2 separate regions of the Macaca mulatta genome follow, and region 2 is linked to region 1. Evidence: chromatin contacts called from public Hi-C data. All regions are on one chromosome and are shown on one strand. Each heading gives the region's core, a stretch centred on a gene start, on an enhancer-like site or on the middle of the called end of the contact. The rest is flanking DNA. Distances are from core to core; before and after follow the strand shown. Region 1 holds the start of ADPRM (ADP-ribose/CDP-alcohol diphosphatase, manganese dependent). Region 2 holds the start of ELAC2 (elaC ribonuclease Z 2).

Region 1 (3,018 bases), core at 375-2,874:
CCAAGGGAAAGTTCCCTAAGTCAGTTTCTCTTCACGTTTAAAAAACAAACAAACAAAAATACAACCTCAAGTACCATGATTGTTACTATGTGTGACCCTGGCTCCAATCGTGACTTAAAAACCAATTACGGCCCGGCGTCGTGGGTCACACCTGTAATCCCAGCACTTTGGGAGGCCGAGGCGGGTGGATCACCTGAGGTCTGGAGTTCGAGACCAGTATGGCCAACATGGTGAAATCTCATCTCCGCTAAAAATACAAAAATTAGCCGGGCGTGGTAGCGGGTCCCTCTAAACCCAGCTACACGGGAGGCTGAGGCAGGAGAATCGCTTGAACCAGGGAGGCGGAGGTTGCAGTGGGCCGAGATCCGGCCACTGCACTCCAGCCTGGGCAACAGAGCAAAACTCCGTCTCAAAACAAAATAAAAACCAAAAATCCAAACACACACACACAAAAACCATTATCTGTTTATGCTGATACTGAGAATATAAACAAACCAAACGAAATTTGGGAGGTTAACCTAACTCTGGCTTCCAGAAGTAACAAAGCCAAAGTACAAGAGGCATCTAAAAGTGGAGCTTCCTGCAAATTACTGCCATTATTTCTTTGTACCCTTATTCAACTCCCCAAATGAGGAAGAAGTTGGCCAACTAGGCCTAACTCATTAACTTTCCCGCAGCTCCGAAAACCCACTTCTCTTACCACAGGATAGTGGCTCTCAAGTTCTTTCTGGGTCAGAATCGGAACTCGAGAGAACCCCAAGAAAAAGGCACATCCACACATAACTAAGTTCCATTTTTTGTTTCAATTTCAACATATACATGGAACTCTGGATGAGGCTCAAGTGACAAATTATAAAAGTCCTCGGACTCCTCAATCACAGTCAACTTTAGGTTCACACCCTTAAGAAAACCTGAAACTTAATTTTTTTTTTTTGGTGGAAACGCTAACATAAAATCCAAGTCCGGGCACCCAGCCACGTGGAGAGGGTGTAAGTAAGGTCTCAAGTTCTCTCTGGAGAACTGGGACTACCGGCTAAGCACGGGAAATGCAGGATGAAATTCCATGACGCAGGTAAGGCGCCCAAGCTGAGGACAACTTTAAGGGAGGCGGAGTGTCTGAGGTTAGTTACGATCAAGTGGGATGTGGCTGCTGGGCTGGCCGACAGCAGCGACGAGCACCAGAAGGGTTCCAGATGTGCACTCACCCCGGGCTTCGAGGGGCGCGTGGAGTCTCTGGGGCCCTTCTCCGACCACGGGGGTGGGGGTGGCGGCCTCGCCGTGCTGAGGGGCCGGGTTCCTAAGCAGTAGCCAGGGAGCCCGGAGGCACGCCACACCTCCGCTTGCCGCGAGCAGAGCTGCCTCAGCAAGACTCTCGCAGTCCCCTCGGCTGGGCCCCAAAGCTCGAGTCCGCGAGGCAAGAAGCGCCAAAGTTGGCCACCCAGAGGCCGCATAACTCGTCCGGGTACCAGGACCAGCATCGCCAAGAACTTCGGAGACCGGGTATCCTTTGACCCTTCCTGCGATTTCCGGTAACGTTTCGCTTCCTCCGGAAGTCGGAAGGAGCCGCTCTGTCCGTCCCGCTCGTTGGTGGCGCGGTTGCTTATCCCGTAGGCTGGATCCTTTCAGCTGAGGGGCCGGCGCACGGTAGGTGGTTGCTTGCGGCTGGAGGCGGGTCCGGCGCGGGCTGGGCGGTGCCACGGGACCGCGGAGCCACGGAAGGGGGATGCCTTAGGGGTCCAGGTGGGCGGCTGGGCCGAGGCAAGGCGGCCCGAAGCGCTGGGGGCGCGCCGCCTTGGTCGGGGGCTTAGGTGACCACAGCCAGCTCCTCGCCCCGGGGACACCCCAACCTCGGAAGAGAGAACACACTGCCTAGAAACCCACAGGACTAGGCAGCCCCCGTAACCCTTCCTTGTCTGGCCGACTTTGTCAACGTCGTCCTGCCGGCCAAGAGGAAGTGCAAGATTGTTGACTCCTTTACATCTTTGAAATAGAAACCGACCCATTGCAATTGAAATAATCTGTAACTTAAAAAAAAAAATTGCTAATTAGGATAATTTGAGTGGTTTGGGTGGTCTGGAAGAACTTTAAATGCCCAGCGCTTCTAGTTATTTAATATTATATTGTACCCTAATTAATAAAGCATAGCAGTGTATAAAGAAGTGTAGATGGCATGATATCCCGTCCCTTAACTTAGTCTTTCTGGGCCCCAGTTTCTTAAAATACTCTCACGGACTCCCTTGCTTCCTAAAGTTTCGTGATTTGAAGTTTGTTATGGGTTCCTCGCCTGGAACTGCTTATGTTCTTTATTAATGAGGCCAAGAGCATCCGTATGTTTTTCGTTCCTTGTGCAAGTCTAACTTCATTCCATCTGCCTTTAAGATTCGCAATATTAACCACTTCCTCCCCGCCCCTACCTCGGTGGTTGCTTTGCAAAAACCTCTAATGACTTAACTACAGATCCCGCTCCTGTGTGGCTTTTTTTTTTTCCCCGCAAGGGACCGACACCGAGTAGGAGAAACTCGTGCTCTGGTGAGTGTTGGACCAGAGCATGGTTGGTTTGCTTGTTTTCTATGAGTTGGCCATACTAGCCAACTGTGCTGCTCTCTAACCCAGTAACGGAGCATCCTGTTACCTGTGTTTTTTGATTGTTGGTTGGACTAGGATTTTCAGAAATTTCTGCCAGAGTTCTTAAATGTTTGTTCAGCACTTCAAGTCGTTAATCAAACTATTTTTTTTCTATCTTAAAGTTGCCCGTGGGTAAGATTTTTACTCTTTTATCTTTGTGTATTTGTTTGCCCAGGGATAATTTTTTCCTGTAATTGACAAAAAGACATAAAAGTACCTTGTGTAGTCAGGCAAATAGCATAGAAAAAGTATTGTTCATCTCTAATTGCCCAATTGTAGGTTACCTGATCAGACACCCAAATTAAGATTGAAGTCAGTGTTTCTAGCTCATCTATTAAATTTTATTTGCTAAAGTGCTTCTTTTAGTAGCAACTTCTTCATATTAATTTTATA
Region 2 (3,018 bases), core at 190-2,689, 2.3 Mb after region 1:
TACAAAAAATACAAAAAAAAATTAGCCAGGTGTGGTAGGGTGGGCCTGTGGTCCCAGGGATTTGGGAGGCTGAGGTGAGGGGATCACTTGAGCCCAGGAGGCAGAGGTTGCAGTGAGCCAAGATCACGCCACTGACAAAAAAAAAAAAAAAAAAAAGTCTAGCTGCCCACCCCACACCAGACGCGGAAAAACAGTCAAGCAGGTTAAATTCCCGGAGACTTCCCACCAGCCTCTGACACTGCAAAGAATATACTCACCACTTAAGCCACCAACATTAGACCAGTGCATTCGAGTCAGGAATATGTTGTCCAGGCGAGCAACTTTCAACCTAAGAATGAGAAAACATTTAAACAGGATAACATGAACAGAACAAGGACCACTTTTGCTATAAAAAACACCTGGCCTCTCATTTCAGCTTTCAAGCCCCGTAATCAACTCCCCCTCCAAAAGCAAGAGACTGACTCACTTGTGCTCCTGCATGAGTCTCTGAACGCCTTCTCCACAGTTGAAGAGGTATCTACAAGACAAACATTACACAAGACATTCAGAAGGTTTTATTCTGTAAACTGACACCAATTAGTTGCTTTATGGTAGACGCTGGAAAAAAAACAAAAAAGAAAAAAAATTAAAAGTCCATGTTGGACTACCGAACCACATTTCTGCTATTAGGATGGTGGGTTTTGAGTCCTCCATAGGAGAGGTGGAGAGGAGTGGGGGCCCGTGTGTGTGGGTGCTGGGACAAAACGGGTTCTTTCCCCATCACTGGCTACACACCAGATCTGTCCACTCCACACGCTAACAAAGACCTTGGGGTGCAAGGAAGAGGGTGGAGCTCCGAAAGTGCTGACAGCCACGCCGGGCCCTAGGGCTGGGAAGAGGACGCTCTGACCCAAGTCTGAAGTTCTTCACAGATCCCCAGAAATCACATGGATGCAAAGAATCTGGGATTTCCCACCCACCATAACTTTACGAACCCCCGCAACAGTGAACCACATTTGTGAAGTAGGGAAGCAGAAGCCCTGGGAAGTGCCCCGATGCTCAGAGGCTGCACCGCACTGAGGGCCCGGCAGGACGGGGTGTGGCTCGTTGAAGGAACCCCAAGCGCGGCGCACTGACCGGTTGAACTCGGAGAAGACGTAGAGCGCGGCGCCCGCGTCCCGGCTGCCCACTGCCACCACCTGCAGGTACACGGTGTTCGCGCCGCCGGAAGACCCCGACGGGCCGCGCTTCTCTCGCGTGCGCAGGTGCCGCAGCGGGTCCTTGGGCGGCCGCTGGCGGCGGGCGGATCCCTGCGATATGGTGCGTCCCTGCGATATGGTGCGTCCCTGCGACATGGTGCGTCCAGCCGCGGACCGCAACAGCGAGCAAAGCGCCCACATGCGCCCGTCTTCACTAAAACTAAGAAAAGCCGCCGGTCACCTCAGTCCGCGCGTCCCACGCACCGCCCCCCGCTCCGCGTGGCAGATTCAGCCAATCAGCGCGCCGTGCACCGAGCTGCCCGCCTACGCGAGGCTGCTCATCCAATAGAAAGGAGTCTTACTGCTCGGGCCTTGTCAATTGTCAGCGGCCATAGAGTAGAGGAATACTAGAGCGTCTCAAGCGGCCCCGGTCTGTTCCGGTTTCCTGGCCTCCATTTTTTTCCGGAAGCTGTTTTTCTCCTGGGGCGGGACTTCCGGAAGCACCGTGTCAGGAAAAGCCTTTCTGTGGAAGGCGGGTCTTAGGAGTTTGGAGTTTCGCTGAGACGCGCCTGTTCCCGCCAGATAAGAGCTGTGCCCTCAGGGCACGTCAGCTGCTTAGAGTTTGAGTTTGAGGTGATTGTAGGGGTTGTGAGGATTAAATGTGAGGAGATCAATTGTATTGAGCATTAGCATAAAAGGCGCTTTTGCTAATTTTGTTTCCATTGTAATTCGTATGCATACGTGTTAGAACATGATCATTTTTACGTGGTGGCGCGCGCCAGTAGTCCAGGGAGGCTGAGGCAGGAGAATCGCTTAAGCCCGGGAGGCGGAGGTTGCGGTGAGCCAAAATCGCGTCACTGCACTGCAGCCTGGGTGACAGCGAGAGCCTGTCTCAAAACAAAACAAAAGGAAACAAACAAAAAATTGAGTGTTTTCTGGAAAGAAAAGCAAGAGTAGAGGACAAGCTCTAAAGCAAGAGAGTCTTGGCTCATTCGTTAGCTGCGTGATCTTGACCTCTCAGAGCCTCAGCTTTCTTATCTCTAAAACGTGAGTAATAACAGCAATAACAGTATCTCCTGCTTCAGAATATATTTAGAATTCAGTCACCTGATAATATATCAATAGCCCTTGGAGTGGCTCTGTCACAGAAGAGGCACCCAGTAAATGATAGAAAATTAAAATACAAAATGTTTCCACTCATATACAATATAGCTGACCAGGGACATCAGAGAGGTAGATGTTCCAATACCAGCTCTTTGAAAAAAACACCTAATCCCCTCTTATGTAGCTAATGAGGATTTCTCCCTGAAAGGGATTTCAGTTAAAGTCGCTAGAAATACAGGGAGCTCCCTTAAAAGAGGGAGATAATTTACGTGGAAGGTCCACTCACATATGATTTTTTTTTAAGATAGTTTACCTGGAAGCTTCACTGAAATATGATTTTTTTTTTAAATAAATACTGAAAAATGTCACTTTTATTCAGGAAGTAGAGGAGATTCAAGTCATATAGATTCCTACTCGAAATTCTTGACACCTGACTTTCCAGGATCACATTTTCATATGTAGGCCAGTCTCCTCTTGGTTTCTTCAGTTAAGTCAAAACTACACATCCCTCTTTCCCCATATATTTTTGCTCATTAGTGTATTTCTTGAGCTGTTTTCATTCAAATATGAAATTTTTTATGAAAGATCACTACCCACTGTGTGAAAACATTTTGTACTTGAAATAACCATCCCAGTGAGGGTCAGGAAAACGCTTCAGATCTACTTTACACAGTTAGAGGACTTTACAAACTGAGAAAATGATCGTACCACCATCTCCATAAGTATTCAAAATAAA

The links. A called contact is a pair of places that touch in the nucleus more often than the background predicts.
Region 2: a Hi-C map of CD4 T cells shows a contact between it and region 1, with 8 times the contacts expected there. The contact joins the promoter of ELAC2 here to the promoter of ADPRM in region 1. A contact is called at or near these places in 2 of 14 Hi-C or Micro-C datasets (CD4 T cells and fetal cortex germinal zone).

The regions. Positions count from the first base shown.
Region 1 is chr16:12,205,054-12,208,071 of T2T-MMU8v2.0, forward strand. It overlaps ADPRM (ADP-ribose/CDP-alcohol diphosphatase, manganese dependent), which reads left to right and starts at 1,625. Exons shown (of 4, transcript NM_001194621.1): 1 at 1,625-1,644. SCO1 (synthesis of cytochrome C oxidase 1) reads right to left here and starts at 1,509. Exons shown (of 6, transcript XM_001118271.5): 1 at 1,206-1,509. The coding sequence starts at 1,478.
Region 2 is chr16:14,530,322-14,533,339 of T2T-MMU8v2.0, forward strand. It overlaps ELAC2 (elaC ribonuclease Z 2), which reads right to left and starts at 1,440. Exons shown (of 24, transcript XM_077970388.1): 1 at 1,117-1,440; 2 at 467-517; 3 at 258-328. The coding sequence starts at 1,379. LOC144335342 (a long non-coding RNA gene) reads left to right here and starts at 1,660. Exons shown (of 3, transcript XR_013406124.1): 1 at 1,660-2,225.